Regions from separate parts of the Triticum aestivum genome. Here region 2 is linked to region 1. A link is a contact called in public Hi-C data. All regions are on one chromosome and are shown on one strand. Each heading gives the region's core, a stretch centred on a gene start, on an enhancer-like site or on the middle of the called end of the contact. The rest is flanking DNA. Distances are from core to core; before and after follow the strand shown. Region 1 holds the start of LOC123091780. Region 2 has its middle 130 kb from the start of LOC123091780.

Region 1 (6,733 bases), core at 3,250-5,749:
ATTAAATGCACAATGGCAAAAGTAAAATTTACAGACTTATAGTGGTAAGATTTTCCCTTTAAATCCTTCATTGAACAGAAAAAATTACCAGATAATCATTGTCGACACAGCAACACAAAACATGCGCACATCCAAGAGAGATTTAGGATGCTCTTTTAGTTCTCAACTAAAATCTGGTACTTTTTCAGTATGAAGAAAAAACCTTTTAAGTGAACTTGCACAGATTTATGCTGGTAGTAATGGCAATAAGAATCAAAAGCATGCTTACATTCAAGGAAGATTCTGTATGCGCTTTTAGTTCTGTCAGCTCCATTTGCAGGGCATCGTTCAAACGTTTCTGATCTTCCATTGCAGTTTGATATTCTCTCGTCCTGCCAATTAACAATCATGATACTCTGCACTTATCTGAAACGTGCAGCAAATCTAGGACATTCTCCATTCAGTTGTCGAATGTGGGACCCTTAAATAAAGCCTATGTGAAGTGTAGTTGTGATTTAAGAAACTACCAAATACAGAAACAGAAAGAATAAGTTCTGTGGTCACCACCCGAACGATATACTGCCTCTGTCCCATATTAATTGATGCTCAAACGGATGTATCTAGCAGTGAAATACGTCTAGATACATCCGTTTCAGCGTCAATTTAATATCGGACGAGGGAATAATTGTGTAAAGAATGTACAGTTAAACTTTGTGTCAGTACATTTAGACTATGGTACGCATATCTCCTTAGAGATGGGCAGCACAAATTTTAACTCGCACCGGAAGTTAAGAAAATTTAAGCACTGCCAAAATAAGGCCATGTACAATGCTAGGTGCTTAGAAAAATAAATCTGTTTTGCTTTAAGCACAAGTGGTTATTTGTAGAGTACAGGCGCTTAGAAAAATAAATCGGTTTTGCTTTAGACACCTCTGGTACACAAATAAGCACTGGTGCTTAAGAAAACAATGGTTTGTTTTTCTAAGCACTGCTCTAAGCTCCTAGCATTGTACATGGTCTAAGATTCCACTTTCCTCGCTAAACAAGAGAACATTGTTCCAAACTTAACTAGTGCCTTTTTTTATTAGGATGTGTTTCATAATGTGTGCAGTTGCAGGTCTGTCAATGCACCAGCCAACATTGATATCGGATGCTGGCCATTTTACAACCAACAAACTCACATTCAAAAAGAAAAACCCTGCAAGACCACTTATTTGTCAAGATCTTTAATACTGTAGATACCAGTCAGTTTCCATTATACTCGCCTCTGGGGAACTTGGTGAAACGACAAATTAACATTTCATCTTCCTTAAATAATTATATCTTAAATACCAGAGAACAGTTCAAGACATGTGAAATAGGAAATGAGTTGTACCTTTCCTCAAAGGTAGCGCACATTTTTAACCCTGCTTCTTCTCGCTCCTTTGCTTTCTCACACTACCAATTTCAAATGTCATGTATAAAACATTACATCTTTAGATACAGAATTGACTTAATAAGTAAATCAAGAAGAACCTCCAACAATGAACCATCTCGTTCAGCAAATGCTTGAGCAACGCTGCTCTGGAAAAACCTCACTTGCTGCTCTAGCTCCTTGGTCTACATTGTCATTGCAGGATAGAAGGTCATTTCCACAATAAGCTAGATTTCTTGTAAACAGAAATTTAGGAGGTTAAAGAATTAGTGACCTAAATTCCACAAAATATCAAGTTTTAAGTAAGCATATGAGGCCTTTATTATCTATTTCAAGTTAACTGAAGTGAAATAATGTTAAGCAAAGGCCCCAAAGGGTACCTTCTCTAAAAAGACCAACCAAGACTCGGAATATGCCTATCATGCTTGAAATGATATTTTACTTTCAGGCTGCAGATTTTGAATAAGCACAATTGTTAGTGTTTTGTTTAGTTGTGCGGTGTCTGAATGATATGTGGGTCTAGCTATAGGTGAGCATAGATATGTCATTCCATGTTCAAGCTCAAGGGACTTCACTCCCTATACTACTTGTACGTGGATGATGGAGAACAAGTATAAAATTATCTGCCACTAAACATTAGTCGGCAAAAGTTACAACATTATTGACAAAACAACAACACTCAATTGTACAAGTCAAAGTATGAAACCTTTGATAGCTCAGCACCATATAAATCAGCAAGCTGGCTCTGAAATTTAAGTAAAGCAATCATTAGAAGAAAGAAAAAGAAAAGCAGATACAAACAATAGTACAGCGAGGAAGAGAAGCACACCTTAACTCGATAAGCCTCAGCAAGCTCCTCTTGCAAATTTTGGTTCTCTCTTAAGCATCCACTTAACTTCTTCTGAAGGATCTCAATATCCTGCTCCAGAGCTGTTGTCCTGGATAGTTAAAACAAAACATTGGTTTACTTTCACTACAATGATAACAATGGAACATGGACAGAACCTATGGAAGCACCTCTGAGAAAGCATTCGAGTTGCAACAGAAACATAACCAGGCCCAGCTTGTTGCATACATAATTGCTCGATATCTTTTCTCAGTTCATCACGTTCTGACAAACAAAGAATGTTTCAATCAATAAGTGTACGCCTATACCCCCACATAAAAGAAATACAAGAATGAAAACTGGAACTACTCCCAAAACAACTAGTCTACATGAGCAACTTTGAGAAAACAGAACATGGTGTTCTCTCCATTCAAAAGGTCAGCAATCTGAAGTATGAGAAAATAGGTACATTGATCTTCCATTGAAAATCTCTGATTGCTAGTAACATCTGCCGATAGTTTCCAACATGTTAACCATGTACACATGACATCCAAAGGAAGCAACACTGCTGAGTACTAAGATATACTCCTATGACTGAACAAAGCTGTAGAAGGTTGGAATTATTATAAAGACTCATAAAATGTCTATCAGAAACAATGTAACATAATTAGCCAAGGACTTCAGCAGCTACTTCATGTACTTTCCCAAATTGTACAGCAAGCCACCATTAACAGAGTGAAAGAAATTTTAGAAAAACTATTGCATTCTTCGCAAAAATTATCTACTCAAATATGCGAGAATAGCTGAATTATGACAGGGCACATATTAGTGAAGGAACTCTAGTGCATTATCCGCTTTTATATCTTGAGGTCATTACTGAAGGAAGCCAGGAACTAGTACGATTCCCCCTGAATTTCCATTGGAGTGCCTCTATTCCAAAAAGGGGTGAGGGTCCTGAATTGAACTACTTGCACAGAGAAAACAATGTAGCCAAACTAATCACTAATCTGCAGGCTGAAGTGTTATATATAATGAGAGCAACTTCTATTGGCACAGGAAACAATCAGTATGTTAGGGTTATCACTGAAAGTATAAAGGAATGAATGATAATCTTGTATATGACAGATATGAGTGAGTACCCCGCTGGAGTTCTTCAACTCGACGAGTTAACACCTCACCATCTTATGGCTTCTCATCCATTTTCTACAGAAAAACAGATAGAATAAGATTAATGTTCTTGAATAAAAATGCAAATGAATTGATATCCTACATGCCATAATGTAACATAAACATCAAAGCCGTGCAATGGAAGCCTCAAGTTCTGAGCACAAAATAGTAGTAATACCGCAGGCTTGCAGTGAAGCAGGGGTGATCCCCTAGACCCGCTTCTTCCTACCAAAGCAGAAGAGGAAGAAAAAATGTGCTGCAGCACAGGGGACATGGACGGATTTCTCCCAAGATTCCGGACTCGGAATCGCCACAATTGCACAAACGCGGACGAAACCCTAGCCTGCTAATCGGGCCAAAAATGAAGCATAGGCTCGACTGGGATTCAGCAAAGCCTACCTTGAATCCACACGGACTTATGGCCGGGTTCGTCTCCTCCACGTAGTCGTCGAGAAGAGCACCGCCGCTCGCTTCGCCGCCGGCTCCGAGGAAGACAAGACGAGGTTTCGAGAGCTGTCTCAAAACCAGATGGTCGCTCCTCGTGGCCTCACATGCGGAGCCTGAGGGCATGTACAACAGCGATGAGTCAGCAGTCTGTAAGCTATTGCCAGTTAGGATTTTCGTCCACGTGGAGGAAAGAGAAGGAGGAGAGAGAAGAAGGGTGTCTGCAATTCGGCAGACGGTCAATATCCCAAAAATCGCTAGCAATCGACGGCTTTTTTCCAGTTGTACGCTCAGGTGTCTGTAGTTTGCAGTTTCTTCCCCAAAACGCATAGATCCCGTTCTCCAGGAACCAAATCCGGTGATTTTTCTTCTTCTTCTCAGTCGCTGGCGGATCTGGACGAGACCATCTCCTGCATCATTATCCTCATCGCGGAAGAAAGGCAGGACGTGTGGTGCCGGGAAGAGGCCAGGGGCAGTGGTTATTGTGGGGGAGGGGGGAGGTGATGACCGGCCCGGGATGGAGACGGTGGGGGCGGCCGGAGATGGAGCTCGTGCTTCTTCTTCTTCTCCCGCTACAGGTGCAGTGACATGGGGCGGCGGCCGGTGATGGTAACTACGAGGATGACAGGATCGAGTTCATGGTGCTCACTGCAGCAAACAAGCAGAACGGTGGTAGATCAAATATGTCGTACTTCATGCATTTTACGGTTTCTTGTACAGACACCTAAAAAGACAGCTTGTTGTATGAAGTGTCTAGATTTTTACGGTTTCTTGTACAGACACCTAAAAAGACAGCTTGTTGTATGAAGTGTCTAGATTACAGTCTTTGGGTGATATGGACACACGCTACAGATGATGGCTGTCTAAGCTAATGTACATGCCCCGAGAGGCGGGCCAGAGCGGCTTCGGTCTACAAGTGCCAAGGAGAATATCGTGCAAGCAAAATGTTGACGTGGCAAAATAATTAGGACAACGCTACCTATACATGTGATGGGAGCCAAATCCGCTCACACATCCTATAACACACGGACTGCATCACGTCATCGCATGCATGCATGTGAGAATCTTTTTGGATTTCCAGTTTTTAAAATGTTTTATCTCTTAAATGAAAAATCCGATTGAAGATCCATTTTCACCATTAAATCCCTCGCGGCAGGATCTTCGAAACTAGATCTCATATCAATATATTTCGATAAATTTTTTTGGTTAAAAGTTGTCATGTCTATTGCACATGAATTGTCACGATGTTTACACTGAAGTTGTCATGATATGTTTCAGCTATTTTCTTCTACATTTAAAAGTAAAATTTGACATATTATAAAACGGGAAATTAAGAAACTAGACTTTTTCATGAACCATAAACTAAAATTGTCATGATACATGCACTTAAAATTGTCATGGTTCATACAAAAACTATTTTTCATGGTCAAAGTGTTGGAATTGCCATTATCAAAAAACTAAAATTGCTATGCTCTACAAACTAAAATTGCCACATGACAACTTTAATTTAAGCACTATAGCAACTACGATGTAAACGTCATGGCAACTTTTGGGCAAAACAAAATTTCATCGAAACATATCAACATGGGTTCTAGTTTTGAAGATCTCGTCGAGACGGATTTAATGGTGAAAACCGATTTTTAATTCGGTTTTTAATTAGGAGATAAAACATTTTTAAGCCGAAAACCAAAAAGATTCCTGCAGATGCCATATGTTCATACGTGGCAAAATGAGTGGTGATGCAGGCGTGTGGGTAATATACAAGATGCCACACGTGTGGGCGTTAGTTTTTTCCAATAATTAAAGGATGTACAATGATTAATAAGGCAGCCTTGCGAATCAACCTATAGTTGGATGGTTAGAGCATCTTTAGCACACCCTATATATCGCTGACCCGCAAAAATTATTTACAATTTGCGGAAAAACGGTTTTGTGAGCCGTCGCAGGTATTAGATGCGGTTTTATCTGAATTTGACACATATGCACATATTCATAATTACTAATTTGCAATATAAGAAAATATCAATATTACAATACAGCAATCATTCAGATTACAATAATTATTCAAATGTCCAAAGCAAACTAAATAATTCAATACAAAACTTGTCCTGAATACAAACCACACGTGAATTAAATGAAAATGAATCAAAAAATGAAATGTGTTACTGCCCAGCCCTTTGCTAATGGTGCTCAATGAGATCCTCCTAAAGTTGAAGTGAGTATTTGCATTTTCAGTCTCCTTGTAGGTCTGAAGAAAACATCTAATGCAGTTAGGGTCTCTAACTGGTTTGACATGGCTACCCACATTGTCGTAGAAGAACTCCAAGTCCATGCCTCTCTCATCTTCGATAATCATATTGTGAAGAATAACACAACATCTCATGATGTTTTTCAAGGATCGCTTGTCCTAAAAATAAGCAGGACCACGAACAATGGCAAACCTAGGTTGCAAAACCCCGAATGCTCTTTTAATGTCTTTTCGGGCTGCCTCTTGTACCCTTGTGAATTCATATTGTTTCCTAGTTTGGGGGTCTTTGATGTTCTTGACAAATGTGCACCAAAGAGTGTATATACCATCTGCAAGATAGTACCCCTTTGTGTATTCATGCTCATTGATAGTGTAGTTGCAAGTAGGAGCATCACCACTAGCAAGCCTAGCAAACAAATGAGATCGTTGCAACACATTAATATCATTGAGAGTACCCGACATACCAAAAAAAGCAATGCCAAATCCATAAATCCTCGGATGCTACGGCCTCTACCACAATTATTGCATCACGAGACTTGCCACGATACATTTCGTGGCATGCTTTTGGGCAATTTTTCCAAGTCCAGTGCATGCAATCTATGCTTCCTAGCAATGCCAGGCCAAACTCTTCTATCATTAGATGTCATCAATTTTT
Region 2 (6,039 bases), core at 1,944-4,443, 130 kb after region 1:
AACTATAGTGGCAACGATTTGTGCGCATGTCCATTGATCCATCCAGTGCAGACGGCGGCTGAATGATAATTTGCCTCCAAGGTATTTGGAAGAAAAACCGGGCTACCCAAGCAGTGACTTGCTCATACTCAATAAACAGCTCATGCAGAGAGGTGCGGCCCAGTGTGTTGATGTAGACCAGGCCACGAGAGACGGACGACAAAGATGACCGCGGCTTTAGAGACGGCATAAACAGATGAGTCGGTCGTGGCACTGTAAGCCGGTGCGGATGGGCGAGTCAATTGCAGGCGCGGTCCCGCCTAGTTGATGTAGATCAAGCCACAAGGGCGGTGACTTGCGCACGTCCTTTGAATTGCGAGCAGACGCGATCCCAACAAGCTGATGTGGACCAGACCACCAGGGCAGAAGCTTGTGTGTGTTCCTTCATTAGGTGATATGTTCCGGATTATCCCCAGGAGGGATATTATCAATCCGCGCTCCATATCCGTGGTGTAAACCACATTTGTAATGAATAATGGTCCTGCATATAAAAATATACAAATCAAAGTAATTTATCCTTTGATAATAATAATATGTGTTTAATAAAATAAATTTTAGATGGATATCACCTGATGTTTGCGGATGGCAAACAACTTTGGATGACGAATGATCCGCTCACCGCAACAGAGGCGGCGGCTTAAAACACTGCACCGGTCGGCTCAGACGGTCCCTCCGGGTCATGTTTGACCCTCTTTTTCTTTCTTTCTTTCTTTTTTTTTTCAGCAGGCTTCAGTCGTGTGCCTGCAGGGTGAACGCTGGCCCAAACTCCATCAAGAACGCATGAGACCTATGTCCATGGAGTGACGTCATTTAGACCGTCAACCGATTGATCATCGCAACACTTGTTGCAATCAATTGTCTCTTCTTAGGCTTCAGCTGGTTTATTTGACAGCAGATGAAAAACTGACGACTCCTTGGTTTTCTCCAGACGAAATAGTGCTCGGGCTCCACATTTGATGACAGGCAGTTGGATCTTGGAAAGTGAGTACGTATATACTAGTACTAGTATTCATCCATTGTCTTTGTCCGCTTTATAAAATAGTACTCCCTCCGTTCGGAATTACTTGTTGCAGAAATGGATGTATCTAGATGTATTTTAGTTCTAGATACATCCATTTTCGAGACAAGTAATTCCGAACGGAGGGAGTACTTTGATATCTCGTATGGATGCTTGAAAACCAATTGCTGTGGTTAAAACACAGGCTAGCACTTGGAATACTAGTACTTCCTCCGGTCCCCTGGATTGCTCTTTGCATGCACACGGGCGCTCGGGCACGGCCGGTTTGACGAGGCCACGAAGTTGAGTACGACAGCAGCCTTGCGGCAGAAACGGACCGGCCGTGTGTCTTGACGACAGTCGACGAGTTGAAAGTGGGCCGCAGCAGCGGGCGTTTTACGGGCAACAGGTGACCCAAAGCACGGCGGCCTGAAGTAAAAGGGTGCCGGACGGAATGGCGCGCGGCCATGGCCGGTTCAACGCGGGAGGTGGCTTGTAGCTCGGAACGGCGCACGGCCATGGCGATTTGGAGGAGGCAGCCCGGGGGCATCGGTTTAAAGTAATAAGGCCGGGTCGTAGAAGCCAACTGTCGTGGTGCGGCGAGTCCCAGCAGTGCGGTAGCTCTCCTGCTGTAGTTTGAAATGGGCGGCGGCTCGCCGACGGCAGGAGCGAATCAGCGCGCACCCGCAGACACCGTAGGGGCGGTTTAACACCTAGTGACAGCTCGTCTTGCGGCTGAGGTAGCACCTGGCACGTCAAGGCAAGGGCCATCATCAGCAGCGATGTGATGCGGAGCTGTCCACAGGCGCAGGGAGGCTCTCCAGCGGTCTGACTACTGCAGTGGTGTCTGGTTTAGTGGTGGAGCAACACGGAAGCGAAACGGCGAGACGGCGTCTGCGGCGATTTACACCACCCACGACGGCCGAGCGGAGACGCGGCCGTGGCAAAGCGGCCCGTGGACAACCCGGCAAAGAACAACGGCGGTTTATCGCTGCAGAGACGGGGGTGATCCAGCGACCTGACGAGGCTGGTTTTGAAGAGGCAAAGCCATTCAGGAACGGGAAGCCCGAAGCGCGGGCAGTGATTCATCTGTGTTGGAGGTGGAGCGGCGATTTGCTGTGTCGGCGGTTCACGGCACGGCTGCGGTCACCGGTAGTGGACCGGCAAGGCGCGGTGAGGAGAACTGTGGCCGCTCGGTGAAACAACGGCGGAAGCAGTCCGCAGCGGTGGCCGGCCAGTTTGGTGCGGCGAAGGCAACTTGGCGAGGCAGAACGAGTCTGACTTGGAGGCGAGGCGAGACCACCCACGACCTGGACCCGCGGTCATTCTTGCTGAAGGAGCCAGCGGCGGATTCAGGCTTGGATGCTGGCGGGTTAAGCCGTCGGCGGTTTGCAGATGTAAACCGGTGAACAGCAGTAGGGCCGGCTCTTGCGGCCAACAGACTCCGGTCGGGGCAAAGGTGGCAGGAGTGTCACGGAGATCGGGAGCCGGGTCGCCTGAGTGGAGGCGCGGCACAGAGGGCCGCGGCGGTTTGAGCTTCGAGGCGGCCGGCGACTCACCGCGGCAGAACAGCGGCAGGCTACAACAGATCAGCAACAAGTGATGCCGACTCTAAGGCGAGGTGAAGCACGGTCGGCGGTTCGAGGTGTGGCGGCTCAATCAAGTCCGTCAGAGGCGACCGATGGTTTGCCAGTGAGGCGGAGGCGAAGTCAGGCCGGGCACGAGCAGCTCTCAATCGGGGACAAGTCGGCCGAGGCTGGCGGCTTCAGCATGGGCGGTTCGGAGACCTGAGTTCTTGGTTGAATCGGCCTCCGGATCGTGCGATGTCAGAGATGGATCCTGGTAGAGGCGTCTCACAAGCGGCAGCTCGGTGACCGAAGGATTTGGCTTGGTGATTTGATTAGTCCTACCCGCGGTCGGCGACTTGCGCGGTGATAGGTGTTGGAGGCAGGTTTGAAAAATGAGGCCGGCCCGGTGCGGCCTTTGCTGAAGACACGAGGCGCACGGTGGTGCGAGACATTAAGCACCGAGACAGCGGGGCGGTTCAGCAACGGCTGTGGGGCGGCCTGATGGTGACTTTGCGGAAGAGACCCGAGGCCATGGGCCCGCTCACAGCAGCAGGAGCAATCCGCGGCGGATCGCGGTATGGGCGGGCTGCCCTGGCACAGGCGACGACTCGGCGGTCCACGGCTCAATAGGCTGGCAAACGTAGCCGCAGTGGTGACTTGTCCGTGGGCGTGCACTTCAATGGCGGCGGTTTGGCTGCAACTTTGAGGGCGATGGCGACTCAGAGCCGGGGCATGTTGATGGCAGCTCGAGACCGGTCACGTCCACGATGGAAGGCCATAGCGGCAACTCGGCGGCGAACCTGCTAGTCTATTTTTCGGGTCGTATTCAATTTGACCATCAGTCTTCCTCCAGCAGTCCTTGACCTCTTTTGACTCGGATGGATGTACCAATCAAGGACAAAATATATATGAGGTAGTAGTACTCGAGTAGCATTAGCCCTCTTCCCAAAAAAGGAATAGTTGATGTTGGCTCTCACGTGGCAAAGTGTTTAGTTTAAGCGGTACTAGTACTTCGCTTTGATCTTTCGTCACGAGACGGTGGCCCGTCAGAAAAAATAGCCTTGGGACTTGAAACTATATATATACAGCAGCAACACAAACATGGCAGATCGGACCGATGCTTGTGGCATAGTAATCGGCCGCTGATTGTGGAAAATCCTTACCGGCTCGGTGGACTGGTGGTATGCTAACTTCAGAAAAAAGACTTCAGTCAATCTCGGCGGATCAAAAGTGATCAGATAAACCGCCGGACAGTAGCTACGATGGGACCGTAGCCCTAACTTCTTTGACTTTGGACAAATCTTATATCTGTCGCTTTGACTGTTTGATATTGAAACAATATAAATCTTTCGTTGATGATTCTTCTTCATCTGAAAAATCGCGAATTTCTTGATCCCTTAGAGATATCCCTCCAAGAACTCAACACCATCGTGCGAAAGCCCCACGATGGGCGCCAACTGTCGTGGAATAAACACGTCAGATGTCCTTAGTGTGAGGACTTAGTCGCGAGGCCAACACATCTATGTGGTAGCTTGAGAGGGGTTGAGCGGAATCGAGAGATGCAACACAAGACAATGGTTTAGACAGCTTCGGGCCCCGGGAAACATCATCCGGTAAAAACCCTACATGTTGTTTGAGGCTAGATCTCATTATCATCACGAGGGACTCGCCGTAAACCGGCTCTCCTCTAGTTGTGTCTAGCCCTAGAGATTGTTTCTTGCTTGTCCCTCTTTGGGGAGCCCTGCCCGTCCTTATATAAGTTGAAGGGGTGGGTTACATGTAGAGTCCAACTCGGACTTTAACTTAAACTATTTTGACTTCCCTTTCTGGGCTTCTTAACGTCTGCCGGTTTAACATTGTCTGCCGATTTAATATTGTCTGCCAGTTTAACATTGTCTGCCGATTTAACACTGTCTGCCGGTTTAACACTCGCCGGTTTACCGTCTGTCTTAGCCATCCGTCTTAATTCTCCGCCGGTTTAGCATCTGTCTGAGCCATCTGTCTTGACTCTCCGCCGGTTTACCATCCGCCAGTTTACCAAGTCCCAGCCGGTTTACAACTCTAGTCGGGTCATACCGCGGGGTATATCCCCGACAGGGGGTCCCCAGACTTGCCTGCCTGCGGCCCATGGCATGGCTCCCCCAGCGGCCTGGTACGGCCCATCCTCACCAGCAACCAGTCAAGACCCTCGCAAGGGGCCAAGCCTCGCGAGGCGGATAACACAAGACCTCCTCAGGGGCGGTCTCGCTAGGCTAGCTCGTGAGGAGTGGAGAGATCAAGGCGAGGGGCACCTCGTGAATTTCCCGTGATGTGAGCCATGACGACCATGGCCAGGCGGGTGCCAGCAGGCGCAGAGTACCTGTTTCCTCTTTGGTGCTAAAGGGGCAAGCGCAGGCGAGGAGTCCCGAGGCATCAGGCAAAGGTTTCCATATTGGTGCAACTAGACCAAGACTAGCAGGACGGCAAGATGGAGGTCACCACGGAGCCCATGACGACGTCACCACAAGAGCCTTTTGGCAGGCGAAGACCACCTTTTGTCAGGATAGCTTGTACTAGCTGTCCCCCTTCAAATTGGCCTTTGTGGGATCCCTTCCCGCCTAACATTTGGGGAGAGGACCCGGGCCTCTATAAATAGGACTAGCCATCACCTTAGTGAGAGGGATTCAGACCATCCTCAACCACACAAGCTCACCGAGCGCAAGAACACCTCTCCTCAGGAGACTGTTCTTCCCCTGTACTTGTTCATGCTCAGTGTCGGTGTCAAAACCGGCGGATCTCGGGTAGGGGGTCCCGAACTGTGCGTCTAGGCGGATGGTAACAGGAGAAAAGGGACACGATGTTTTTACCCAGGTTCGGGCCCTCTTGATGGAGGTAAAACCCTACTCCTGCTTGATTAATATTGACGATATGGGTAGTACAAGAGTAGATCTACCACGAGATTAGAGAGGCTAAACCCTAGAAGCTAGCCTATGGTATGATTGTTGTTCGTCCTACGGATTAAAACCCTCCGGTTTATATAGGCACCAATGAGGGTTAGGGTTACATAGAGTCGGTTATAATGGTAGGAGATCTACATATCCGTATCGCCAAGCTTGCCTTCCACGCCAAGGAAAGTCCCATCCGGACACGGGACGAAGTCTTCAATCTTGTATCTTCATAGTCCAGGAGTCCGGCCAATGGTCATAGTCCGGCTATTCGGACACCCCCTAATCCGGGACTCCCTCAGTAGCCCCTGAACCAGGCTTCAATGACGATGAGTCCGGCGCGCATATTGTCTTCGGCATTGCAAGGCGGGTTCCTCCTCCGAATACTTCATAGAAGATTTTGAACACAAGGATAGTGTCCGGTTCTGCAAAATAAGTTCCACATACGACCGTAGAGAGAATAATATTTACGCAAATTCAACCTGCTGACGTTTCCGTGGCGTGACATCAC

Evidence for each region. A called contact is a pair of places that touch in the nucleus more often than the background predicts.
Region 2: a Hi-C map of leaf shows a contact between it and region 1, with 9 times the contacts expected there. The contact joins the enhancer-like site here to the promoter of LOC123091780 in region 1. A contact is called at or near these places in 1 of 5 Hi-C or Micro-C datasets (leaf) and 1 of 1 datasets of contacts at active chromatin or transcription factors (leaf).

The regions. Positions count from the first base shown.
Region 1 is chr4B:194,522,742-194,529,474 of IWGSC CS RefSeq v2.1, forward strand. It overlaps LOC123091780, which reads right to left and starts at 4,500. Exons shown (of 17, transcript XM_044513392.1): 1 at 3,786-4,500; 2 at 3,359-3,422; 3 at 2,223-2,331; 4 at 2,100-2,138; 5 at 1,495-1,578; 6 at 1,355-1,416; 7 at 269-371. The coding sequence starts at 1,377.
Region 2 is chr4B:194,657,283-194,663,321 of IWGSC CS RefSeq v2.1, forward strand. No RefSeq gene overlaps it. Among protein-coding and RNA genes, the nearest start is that of LOC123091780, 130 kb to the left of the region's middle. Within about 2 kb of position 3,194, at least 3 of the 8 cell types and tissues checked have an H3K27ac peak or open chromatin away from gene starts, as enhancers often do. A contact at or near this core is called in leaf, where this site is marked.